Linked DNA regions of Gossypium hirsutum: region 2 is linked to region 1. The links are chromatin contacts, called in public Hi-C maps. All regions are on one chromosome and are shown on one strand. Each heading gives the region's core, a stretch centred on a gene start, on an enhancer-like site or on the middle of the called end of the contact. The rest is flanking DNA. Distances are from core to core; before and after follow the strand shown.

The links. Hi-C and Micro-C count contacts between places; a contact is called where the count stands out from the background.
Region 2: a Hi-C map of leaf shows a contact between it and region 1, with 3 times the contacts expected there. The contact joins the promoter of LOC107910419 here to the promoter of LOC107910425 in region 1. A contact is called at or near these places in 3 of 34 Hi-C or Micro-C datasets (all in leaf).

Annotation. Positions count from the first base shown.
Region 1 is chrD02:11,027,598-11,033,752 of Gossypium_hirsutum_v2.1, reverse strand. LOC107910425 (auxin efflux carrier component 6) reads left to right here and starts at 3,735. Exons shown (of 7, transcript XM_016838263.2): 1 at 3,735-4,207; 2 at 4,733-5,346. The coding sequence starts at 3,777.
Region 2 is chrD02:11,307,081-11,313,149 of Gossypium_hirsutum_v2.1, reverse strand. LOC107910419 (transcriptional corepressor SEUSS) reads right to left here and starts at 4,222. Exons shown (of 10, transcript XM_016838252.2): 1 at 3,783-4,222; 2 at 1,815-3,205; 3 at 1,613-1,732; 4 at 1,353-1,401; 5 at 909-1,123; 6 at 754-822; 7 at 308-405; 8 at 1-4. The coding sequence starts at 2,873.

The DNA of each region.
Region 1 (6,155 bases), core at 2,486-4,985:
GGACCTAAATGCAATTTTTATTTTTAATTGATATTTGGATACATAATCATGATATTGGAATATCTAAGTGTTGAGTTGTAAAGGAGAGAGAATTTATGGAAATTAAGGTTGAAATGTGGTGAAATTTGATTGGTTGGTGAAATATGGACTAAATTGAAATAAAAAGAAAAGTGTAGAATTTTCTACACATGTGGGAAGCTGAATCGCAGCAACTTGGGACAGCAAAAATAAAAAGGAAAGAAATAAATGAGGAAGAAAGAAAGAAAAGAAAGGAAACTTTGTTATATGCATTTTTCTTGAGTTTTCCCTTAAAACCATAGCCAAATTTCATATCCTAGAGTGCTATGGAAATATTTTCTACCATGAAAACTACTTAGTTAAAGAAGGAAGTGAAGGAAAAGATTGTGGAAGTGAAGAGAAAGTGATAAAAGTAAGATTTGATGGTTTTTCTTAAGGTTTTCATGTTACTTTGATATGAAATCACGAAAAGATTATGTTGGTTACAAGATAATGGTATGTTTTGTATATGTATGCATGGAGAGAAAGAGGAAAAGATGAAGGAAAGAATATCAAAGTAAAGGAAAGCTTTGAATTGAAAAAAAAAAAGGTTAAGTTCAAGTGAAGAGAATAGGTAAGTACTTAATTGAATTAAAGTTAGTTTATTATAATTTGAATATTTGAGTATTTAAATTTTAATGTGAAATAATTAAATAAGATATGATTAAAATTATTGAATTTAGTAGTGAATATGCAATTAAATGTATGATAGTAATGTAAGAAACGATAAAGTGATAATTTAGCGATTAGTAAATTTTATGAAACTAAGGATTAAATTATAAGGAGAGAAAATTTATTTATTTGTCATTGATTAATAAGTGAATAGATGTAGAATAGTGAAAATACTATAGAGAGGACTAAATTGTAAATACTTCAAAACTTGATATGTGAAATAAATATTGTGATTAAAGGTTTAAATGAAGTGAATAGTGATATTAAAGTGTTATAAAAGTAAATATTGAATTTTTCATGAATTTAGGGATTAAATTGTAAAATGTTCAAAAATTACTAAGTTCGCTAAAATAGTGAAATAAAATATTTAAGAAGTGTTATAAGAAAGTAAACTTAATGATAGTGAATTGAAATCTAAAGTGCTAATTGTGGTGAATATATGTTATGTTTGTATTGTGAATAAAGCGAATATGTGAAATAAAAATGTAGTGAATGTGTTTATGTGATTCAAAGTAAAGTAATATGATACAAAGTGATATGTGTGATATATCAAGTATGCTATATGAAAGTGATATGTGAATAAATGCCTTAGTGAACTCAGAGGAAATATGATATATGATAATGGAATGAATTTGGAGTTGAGAGGGGTTGGGGGTTCAGATAGGAATCGGGTTGGTGATATGGGGGTTCGAAGGGGATTAAGAAAGGAGTATTGAGTTATGTGACGTGTTTATTGGAGTTCTAGTGTAAATTTTAAACTCCTCTAAGACTCACTAAGGACTGTAAAAGTGATATGTGAAAGTAAAAGTGTATGTGTATGTGTATGTGTATGTGTATGTGTATGTGTAATAATATGTAAAAGTGAACATGTGAATTAAGTGTTTATGTTATGTTTGTGAAATGAGAAAAAGATTTTGATATGTCAATGTAAAAGTTAATTCGTGGTAATATATGTTAAAGTTAAAACTGTAAGATATTGAGAGAAAGATTTTGATATGTGTTTACGGGGAACGATACTTCAACTTGGATTACATCACTAAAGTGCCATGATTGTGCTCTCCCCATTATATATCATTACGAAAGCTAGTTATCAAGTGCTCGTCTAATAACCTTATCATATATGTGTTATTCTCATAGGATATCCTTAATTTCTTTGGGATAAAATTTGTCTCCAAATATTATGATTAGAACTCAACTTGGTATTTCAATGGTTCAATGGTGTTTGGTGAGAGGATCCATCTTGTTTGCTTTCTAGATATGATAACCGAGCAAGCCCCATTTTGCTACTCTCTACGCGAGGTGGTTCATAGGCTTTCCTAGCATGAATCCTAAAAATTTTAAAAAGCATAGGTTGTAACCTCAAATCTATAATTATCGACACATACGGATGCATGATTAAGTATCTCATTCTTATTCATTAAAATAATGACTACTAAATGTAAATGTTGCACGTACGATGCATTCGGATTGTATATTCTCTCTTCGATTAAAGACTACATTTGCTTTCATTGAGTGCGTGATAGAATCCATATGCAGCATGCAACTGGAATAAAATTTATTTTGAAACATTTTAATTGATGTATATTCAAGTATTATATTTATATATTTCGATATGATCATTTATAGTATATAAATTAATTTTTAACAACTTCATATGTATTCAGTGATTTCTTAATTTACCGCATGTTTTGATTATTATATTATATTTGAATCGTGTAATCATAAAAAAAAATTATGGAAAACATGAGAACATGCAAGCTGGTTCCCGGTTGGTTTGACACACATTTATATATAATTGATATAGGCAGAATAATCAGCTTTCAGTATAGGCTGTTTGTGGATGAATCATGCCTTGATATGGTCCCATTGTCTTTGGCAGAGGCAGGCTCGGCCAATCGTGTGATCCCCCACCCTCGACCCCATCGTCATCAACCAAACCACTTCGTAAATTGCTGCATAATGTGTACCCTTTATACGTGCAAAAATTGACCACCAAAAGCTCCTTTTTATTTTCACTTTATACATATACATCCAATCTATTTATTAATATCTATGTTTCATCATATGTACATAAATTTGTCAAATTTATAATTTTTGACAATAGATTTTACAGAAAAAGTGGACTTTCTTAACAACCTGGCTAATAAGTGTGGGACGAAAGCACAGTGTTTACATAAGATCATGGCTATATATCATGGAGAGTTTACCCCCCTTATTTTACTTTCCCAAAGTGCACTTCATGAATCATTATTGCAGCTTTTTATTTGGGGAAATAGTCAACAGTAGACTGAAACGACACCGAATGATAATGATAGTACCCGAGTTTTGTTGAAAACCAAATTATTAGACTATTTTGCTTTTGTTTTATTTTTATGATCGATTTATGTTTATTAAAAATTTTGGTTGAATTTATAATTATATTTAAAGTTTCATTGGTTTTATATAAAAAAATAAAAATACCATCGTAATAATATAATATATTTTAAATAAATAATTATTAATGAAATCGATTCAATCAAGATACAAAAATAAATTAGTTTTCAAAGTAAGATAATTAATTTGGGCTTGAATCAACAGTATATATGGGATAATAGGGAAATCAAAATCACATCAAATAGGAACTCATAATAACATTAAACATGGTGTAGAGTATATTAAGAGAATCTATATTACAAAATGCAGGTTGTCATATGATTTAATATCATATTTGATAGATTATGTATGGCTTTATTAAAATTTTAAAACCTTTTAGAATTAAATATCTCATATAACTTTATTTATTAATATTAAATGTCAATAATTCATTCATAATATATATAAACGTCAAATTATAAAAATATATCATTATCAAACCCATGCACGAAAATTTATATTAGAAAGTTAATCATTAGATCTGGAACCGTAATTCCCGCTGCTTACAGTACCTTAGAAAGTAAATTACCAACTTTTCGAGGGCCAAATTTGTCCATAAATCCTCTATATAATCTCTTCCATTTTCTCTTTAAAAAATTAAATAAAAAACCAAAAAAAGAAGAAGAAGAGTGAAGATGATAACAGGGGGTGATTTTTACAAGGTGATGTGTGCGATGGTTCCACTGTATTTCGCAATGATAATAGCGTACGGATCGGTGAAATGGTGGCGAATATTCAGCCCGGAGCAGTGTTCGGGGATCAACCGGTTCGTGGCGGTTTTCGCGGTGCCGGTGTTGTCATTCCATTTCATAGCTCAAAACAACCCGTACCAGATGGACACCAAGTTCATCATAGCGGACACGGTGTCCAAGGTGTTGGTCCTTGCTTTGCTTTCGGTTTGGGCTATATTCTTCCCTGGTGGCTCACTCGATTGGCTCATCACCCTTTTCTCCCTCGCCACTTTGCCCAACACTCTCGTCATGGGCATCCCCTTGCTTAATGCTATGTATGGAGATTTCACTCAAAGTCTCATGGTTCAACTCGTTGTTCTTCAATGCATCATCTGGTATACATTAACTCCAATCTTATATATCTTTTCGGATTAAAATGGTATAATTGCTAGGGATTTGTGTTGAAAAAAAATGGGATTGATATCAAATAATTATCTCATCTTTATATTATGAAAAAATAATTACCCCATCTTTATTACAAAAAACAAAAACATTTGTCTATACAAAAACAGCGATGATGTATCCAAAAACAAATAACATGATTGAAGTGCCTAAAATATACAGTGATTAGATATTCAAATAGTCTCTGCATTTAATTGATTGTGGCATGATTTTATATAATAAAACACAAACTATTACTTTTGTCTTTATTTTTTTTTAGAAAATTTGACCATTTTCTTTTATTTTCAACTAAAACTATTTTATATGGTTTTTTTTGGGATTAAATCAAAGTTGACCGTGTAAAACTAGGGAGTGATTTTCTAAGCAAAAGTCAGCTCAATATTGTTTGAAAAAAGATAACAATGAATTATTAAAACCTTACATAAGATAAAAATCATACGGCGTCGTTTCGAGTGCAGGTACACACTATTGCTATTCCTCTTCGAATACAGGGCGGCAACGCTCTTAATCAAAACCCAGTTCCCGGGCCCCACAGCTGCCACCATTTCCAAATTCGAGCTCGACAACGACGTCATTTCATTGGACGGTCGTGATCCTCTCCGTACAGAATCCGAAACCGACATCAACGGCCGTATTCGAGTCCGAATCAGGCGGTCCACGTCATCGGCTCCGGAATCGGCTCTATCATCCTCCATTTGCCTCACCCCTAGAGCATCCAACCTCTCTAACGCCGACATATTTTCCGTTAACACCCCCGGCGGACCCAACAATAACGAGATTGTATTCTGTAACGGCGACATGGGGTTCGGTTACCGTGCCGTTAGCCCCCGTTTGTCCGGGTATGCTTCGTCGGATGCTTACTCTTTGCAGCCGACCCCAAGGGCTTCTAATTTTAATGAAATGGATGTGATTACTACGGCAGCCGGGAATACACCAATCTGGATGAGGTCTCCCGTGGCTGGTGGGAAAGTTTTCCGGCAGCCGTCTCCGGTGGTTCCTCCTACAAAAATGGTTTGGGACTGTCAAGATGGTGGTGGGGATGATAATAGGCAGGGCTTCAAAGACCTTGGGGGTAAGTGCATGCAAAAACTTCTAATATTATTTAAAAATAATTTTCTATTTTAGAAAGTAAATTTCACATCACTATATTATTTGAAGAATTAAGATTACAAAAAATATATCTAATATTTTGATAATGACTTAAGATTTTTTTTCCCTTTACTATCGAATTTCAATAATAATTTGTATGTTTTATTTTACTTGAAATTATTGTATTTACTATTAAATTCAGTATAATGATTAAATATGATTGTTGTCACGATATCAAATATTTAATAACAACAAAATAAATTTGTTTCCAAAAGTTGTCCTACTATTTTTGTCGCACAAATATTGCACTATTGAAAATAATTGCCTTAGATCTGAGAAACAATTCAAAGAGACATGCAGATTTTGCAGGAGTGTACATGTATGTTTTGTCTTACAAAACTACGAACACAAATGTCGAGACACGTGCCTGTCTGAATTTTTTTTAGTTTTTAGATATTCATAAATTTGTTTTTTCGATTTTTAATTTTATGAAACTTTTAAATACAAAATTTAAACTCCAACTATTATGATGTTCACTAGTGTATCACATTTTGTTAAACATTATTAGACAAATTGTACCCCACCAAGCACTATTACCAAAGTAATAAAAATTTTATTTTAAATTTCTTATATAGAAAAGTCAGATCTTTACTTGATAGATAACATCATTAGCTTAGAGCACGTGTGTAATGATAAGAGGGATGACAATATGATTTTCACGTTGATATTATTACTAATTCATCAATAGAAATTTGCCATAGTGATCAACACACCCATTCCCCATGGTTTAAT
Region 2 (6,069 bases), core at 2,973-5,472, 280 kb before region 1:
AAACCTAAAGTTCATTCATAGCAAATTAGAATTCCATGAATGCAATATTATTATTTAATAAATCGAAAATAAGTAAATGGTATACTGCAAGTTAATTTGATGTGCCCAACCCAACCCAAGTGAGCATGTGTGTGTGTGTGTGACCAAGATCCTAATCAAAATCTATCATAATGAAGCATCTATCATAACCGTAAAGAGGAAAAAGTATAAATCTCAAGAATATGAAACAGACCATGATTTTCAGTAAATGAATTATTGGTCCATTCATTCAATTAGAAAAAAGTACAATATTAAAAAAAAGACATACAAGTTACAGTTATTCTGCAAATCTGGAGCAGATAAATTTGTTGATGCGTTTTGTGTTGCAGCTTGATACTTTTGAGCTGCAGCCCCAAGTTGACTAACCTGTACAACCCAACTTACAACAATCAAATACAACTAAAAACCAGAGAAGCAGCAGTCATACTCTTAGAATCCAAAGAATAAATATAACAATTTGCTCATGATTTAGGGTGAGAATTCATCATCATCATTGATATGACATTTTCTAGATTGCAAGAATGCGCAAAAGGAAGATTTCAAGCAACCAATCATAAAATAAAAAAACATCCCAACTTCTTGATATGATAATCTCATAAAAGCAACATAAAAAGAAATATTACAAGTCAACACAGGTTTCATACGGTTCAAACATACTATGCACACAGATCAAAAGCATATATTGGACATTCTCAAGCAATAGAGAATCACAACCTGAGGTATCAATAATCTTCTAGGGATGAGTTCCTCGTGACGCCGAGCACAAAATTCCCAAGAACAAATCTAAAAAGAATGGAAGAGCCGAAATTTAGTTAATGAGATCCCAAAACTTTGAGACTCAATAGAAAGCCACTACTTCAATTTGTAACCTTCAGATCTGGTGAGAAAACTATCCTAAGCTGACCATCACGAACAACACGAAGCTGCTCAAAAACACTTTCTTGTATTGCTTTTGCATAGTCCAGGACAATTTGTCCAGATGAATTCTGATACTCACGGGGCATATCAACATAAAGAAGTTCTTCCAAAGTACCACTTTCATATTTAATTTTGAAAAGCCTAGGGAGAACCTCAACAGTCGCCTCTGAAAGCACAACTGGGAGAGATTAGATATACGGTAGAAATGGATAAATAAAAGCCACAACAAACTTAATGTATACCACTTTACGCAGTAATAGGATATTGACACACCAATAAGAAGCACTAATACATGTTAATCAAATAATATAAGATGGAAAACTAGTTCATTGACTGTATCCCAAAAAAAGAAAGAGGAACAGGAACAAAAAGAGACTTAAAAGAAAAGGGCATACCAAAACCACGTCCTGGCTTCCTATTGCATATTTCACAGTGCCATACATCCTGTAACATTTATACAGCAGTTCAATTATCCTTTTGCCATTAATATATACCCAAAACCCAAGGAGAAATTCAATGTATAAGTATTTATCATCAGGTGAGCAAACAAACAAAGATGTAAAGTTCTAAAGATAACTGTCTTCATTCAATTACATAAGATGCCAATTGAATAAGGTTCAGAGTGAGAAGTATAGGCAAGTTTTTATCAGCAGACCTGAGGGAAAACACCAGTTGTTTGGCGGCCATTTCCATACATAGAAACGCACCACTTCTTTTTGGCATTTGGCGCGAAGTACTCAGCAACAAACTTTCTCCAGAATTCAATATTGTTGTCCTACATGAAAAAACAGAAATGTTACATCCAGAAAGCCACTGCACACATGTGGAAATAGATCTTCAGACCATGGAGATCTTACTTCAGGTCTATGTTGTTGCTGATACATGTAATGTGTCAATCGCCGAGCACACATCCCAGGCTCATATGCTGATTTCACAGGTGATCTCAAAGGCAAATTCTGCTGTTGAAACTGCTGCGGTAATTGAGGCCTTTGTTGAGGCATTGCTTTCAAGAGTTGTTGGTGGTGGTGTTGCTGTTGTAGCTGCAAGAGTCTTTGTTGATGCAAAAGACTGATTTGGGCGGCAGCAGTTTGTGGGGGCTGCCGTGACATTTGGAGCAACTGCTGCTGCTGTTGCTGCTGCTGTTGTTGTTGCTGATGCAAAAATGACTGATCTGAATGTTGAGGTTCCATTTTTACCTGTGCCAAAGTTCTTGAAGGCGGGATTTGTTGTGGTTCCAATTTCACAGGAGCAAGATCTCTCAGCGTTTGCAACTGCTGTGGCTGGCTGTGCTGATCATTAGTCAGTTGTGGCTCCAATTTGACAGCCCCAACACCAGCCATCCCTCCTCTAATAGATTGAAACTGTTGCTGCTGCTGCTGCTGCTGCTGTCCTTGTTGGGTGTTGTGAGGGGCAGAGACCTGTTGCATCCCTTGTTGACCATGTTGGAACTGCTGTGACTCCGGTTGTTGGGGCTGTTGTTGATCTGGTAAAATATGGTTACCAAAAAGGTTAGAATACTGCTGACTTTGAACTTGACCAGACGACCCAGGGTTTGCCATGTTCGATGGCACAAATGACGATGAGGCATTAAACCCCATCCCAGTACCCACATTCGAAAGTGGATCAGATTCAGCCCCTGAATCGATTCCTCCACGCTGGCCACTCCCAGGACCAGAAAGCTGAGGGTTCGGACCCCCATTCCCAAATGACTGATTAAGAAGGGAAGAAACATTAGGCACGTTCCCGAGCATATTCATATTATTAAACTGAGTACGAGGAGACACTAATGAAGGAAACCCAGATTGAGAAGGAAGGCCACCGCCTTGTGATCCTAGCATCCCTGAATTTGTTCGCAAAAGAGATGACGGAACAGACTGCGCACCACCTATTGGAGTAGAAGACCCTAATGGCACCATGTTTCAAGACTAACTACCTAAAACTCACTCACAAAAATGTAACAACTATCTAAAACAACATGAATTCAACTAAATAAACTACAGTTAATAACAAAACACAAAAAAATCAGCCGCAGAGTTCAAGAAATCAGCCCAACTTGGCTGCTTTTAACTTTCCAGTCCTCATTGTGGACAAATAACAAGGGATCAGTTCTGTGCCTGAGCATATAGCTTTCTGCTCCACCATACAAGCGGCCATTACCAAAGAAAACCGAAGCCCAAGAAGAAGCTCTGATTCTGAGCATTCTAACATTTACAGTCAAGCAACACTAGAATGGCTTTCCCTCGAATTCCTAATAAAAGAAAAGAAGACATAAGAATTTTCAGATCCACTGAAACATAAATCATCCGAAAAATAATTTTACTAACATTCAGCACAAAAAGTAATTAAGACTGTCAACAAAAAGAAATTTAAAACTGAAATCCGATAACCGTAAAATCAAACTCCAATCGAATCTTAAAGAAAAACCCAAATCTCAAAACCGTAGAAATTTCATTAAAACTCAAACAAAATTTTACTTAAAATTAGAGAAAGACAGTAAAATCAACTGACCAAGCTGAAATTTTTAACCTCCAAACCCCCAAAAAATTGCAACTTTATTAGAAGAAAAACGAACGTTTAACCAAATACATTAAAAAAGCAACTAAACTCGATCCAGCCACTAACAGCAGAAATCAATGATCCAGACTTAAACCCCAAAAAAAACTAGCAAAAGGGTCAAAGCTGAAGAGACTTTGAGAAGACTTACCAGCGTTGAAAAATTCTCACAGTTACTGTCAAAAGATAAACAAAGAAGAAGGGGAAAGAAAATAAAAAAAGTAAAGAAAGTTTCCCAAATCTCCAAAGCTTTGATTTCAATCAAAACATACCCAAAACAAAAAATACCAAAATGTCTTTTGAACTCTCTTTCTCTTCAATTCTTCTACTCCTTTTTTTTTCTTCTTTTTTGCTTCAATAATCTGAAGCAATTAATATGTCTACACTTCACCAAAAAAAAAAAAACCTTCTTTTTGCTCTCCTCTTAAATCAATTCTTCTGCTTTTCCTTTTTTCTTGTCTCAGTACGTGCCCTGTTCTTCTTCGCTGTATCTAGTGAGAGAAAGAGAGTGTTTGTATTGTCCTTTGCGGACGTCAAAATTTCATTCCATTAGATTGAATTTTTCTTTTATTTTCCCCCCTTCACTCCCTTCTTTTGTTTCCATGGAATGATGATGATGATGATGGCATCACATCCATCCATCCATCCATCCATCATGAATTATGGATGATGGGATGTATTAAAGTGACGCACTTGTTTCGTTGCATGTGTATGCTTACACTAATGCCACATGATTGTTTCAATTTTCTTTTCAAATTTGATTATTTTAAAACTAAATTACCATAAGCTTAGTATGGGGTTAAAAGTAAAATTTTGTTGCCATAAGAATTAATATAATTTACTTAAATTTAATTTAATCCAATTCAATTAAAAGAGACTATGATAAATTAATTGAAATTTAATTTTTCAATGAATTATTCAAAATTAGAAATTGAATAATTCGATTATCATTAGCGTATCGCTTCCATCTTGGTATTCATCAGTAGCTGCCTATATTTGTAGCAGTTCATATTTATTTTTTTAAAATAAAATTATGTTATTAATTTAATTTATAATTTATAATTTATATGTTTTACTAAAAATTTAAAAATAAATTATAAACATCTATATTATATTTAAGTTTTTGGCTAAGTGTATATCACAAGTCAACCGTATATTAATTCAATTGGAAAACAATTAAAAACTCAATTTCTTTATAAAGTAACAAATATTGATATATCTAAAAAGAATTCATTCTTGATGACCTATCTTAATTTTACTTTTAAATCAAAATCATATTTAATTATTTTTTTAGGAGAAAGGATTGTATGAATCTGTGATTTCATGTCATCTCTATCCCTTTCCAATAGGAAAATGACGAATTCGATTTTTCCTCTTGAATTTAACATTTTTAGTTGAATTTAAATTTTTTCAGGAGAAAAAATCTAATTTGTCATTCTCCTATTAGAAAGGGATAGTGATGACGTGGAATCACAATTTCATATAATCCCTTCTCTTTTTTTTTTAGTTACTGAGAAAAATATAATGTCGGTAATGACAATATATTTCAAAGAAAAATAAAAATAGAAAAATAAAGAACACACAAATTTTACGTGGAAACCCTTTCGGGAAAAAACCACGGGCAGAGGAGAAGAAAATTCACTATGTCGAAAACTTAATTACAAGAGGAGTAGACTATGCCTATTTATAGGCTTGTAAACCTTATTCTAATAGGAGTGAAACTCCTTATTCAAATAATATCAAATAGATGGAGTTTAATAAGGTTTAGAAACCTTATTCTAAAATAAAATAAAAGGGATCACTTTTATTTTATTTTACCACAGTATTTTATTTAAATAAGGATTTGGGTCACTTAATTCTAACAGTTACAAAAGGAAGTTGAATTATAACGCTCAACTGATAATAATAGACTGATTACTCAGCATTTATCCCTCAACATTACACATTGCACCATCAAAGGTGATTATGAGAAAAAATAAAACCACGTTTAGCAACTCCTTACTATCTTGTTCTATCATGAATAGTCATATTCGTTGTTCGTGATACATACCGAATCTCCACTTGCTAGTCCTCATTATCCTGTTACGAATCTCCAATGTCAATCTTGCTTAATATTTTAATATAGATAAATTAAAAAATGGTCGGAAATCCCAAAATAACGTCAAAACAAAAACAATACACGTACTACTCTAATAAAAAGGAACAATTTAGACAAAATATGTTGTTCGTTTAGCGGTCTCAATCGAGGCCGTTGAGGAGTCCTAGGCCCACCCTCCCTGCTATACATCCCTATATTTTTAAGGTATTTATTATAAATATAATAAGATTGATATCCGAATATATTAACCAAAGTGTAATCCAATTAAATTTTAAATATATTCCAACTTAAATTAATATATAGTTAAATTTAAATAATGAGAATTTACAAATATTATACAAAATGAAACTCAAAATACTGGTATTCAGCCAGTACTTTTTAAAACCTTATTTATTCACTATAAAGTGCTTTTTGGAGTAGTATATACTGTATTGTCATAAGCCATAATGTCATTTGATGCT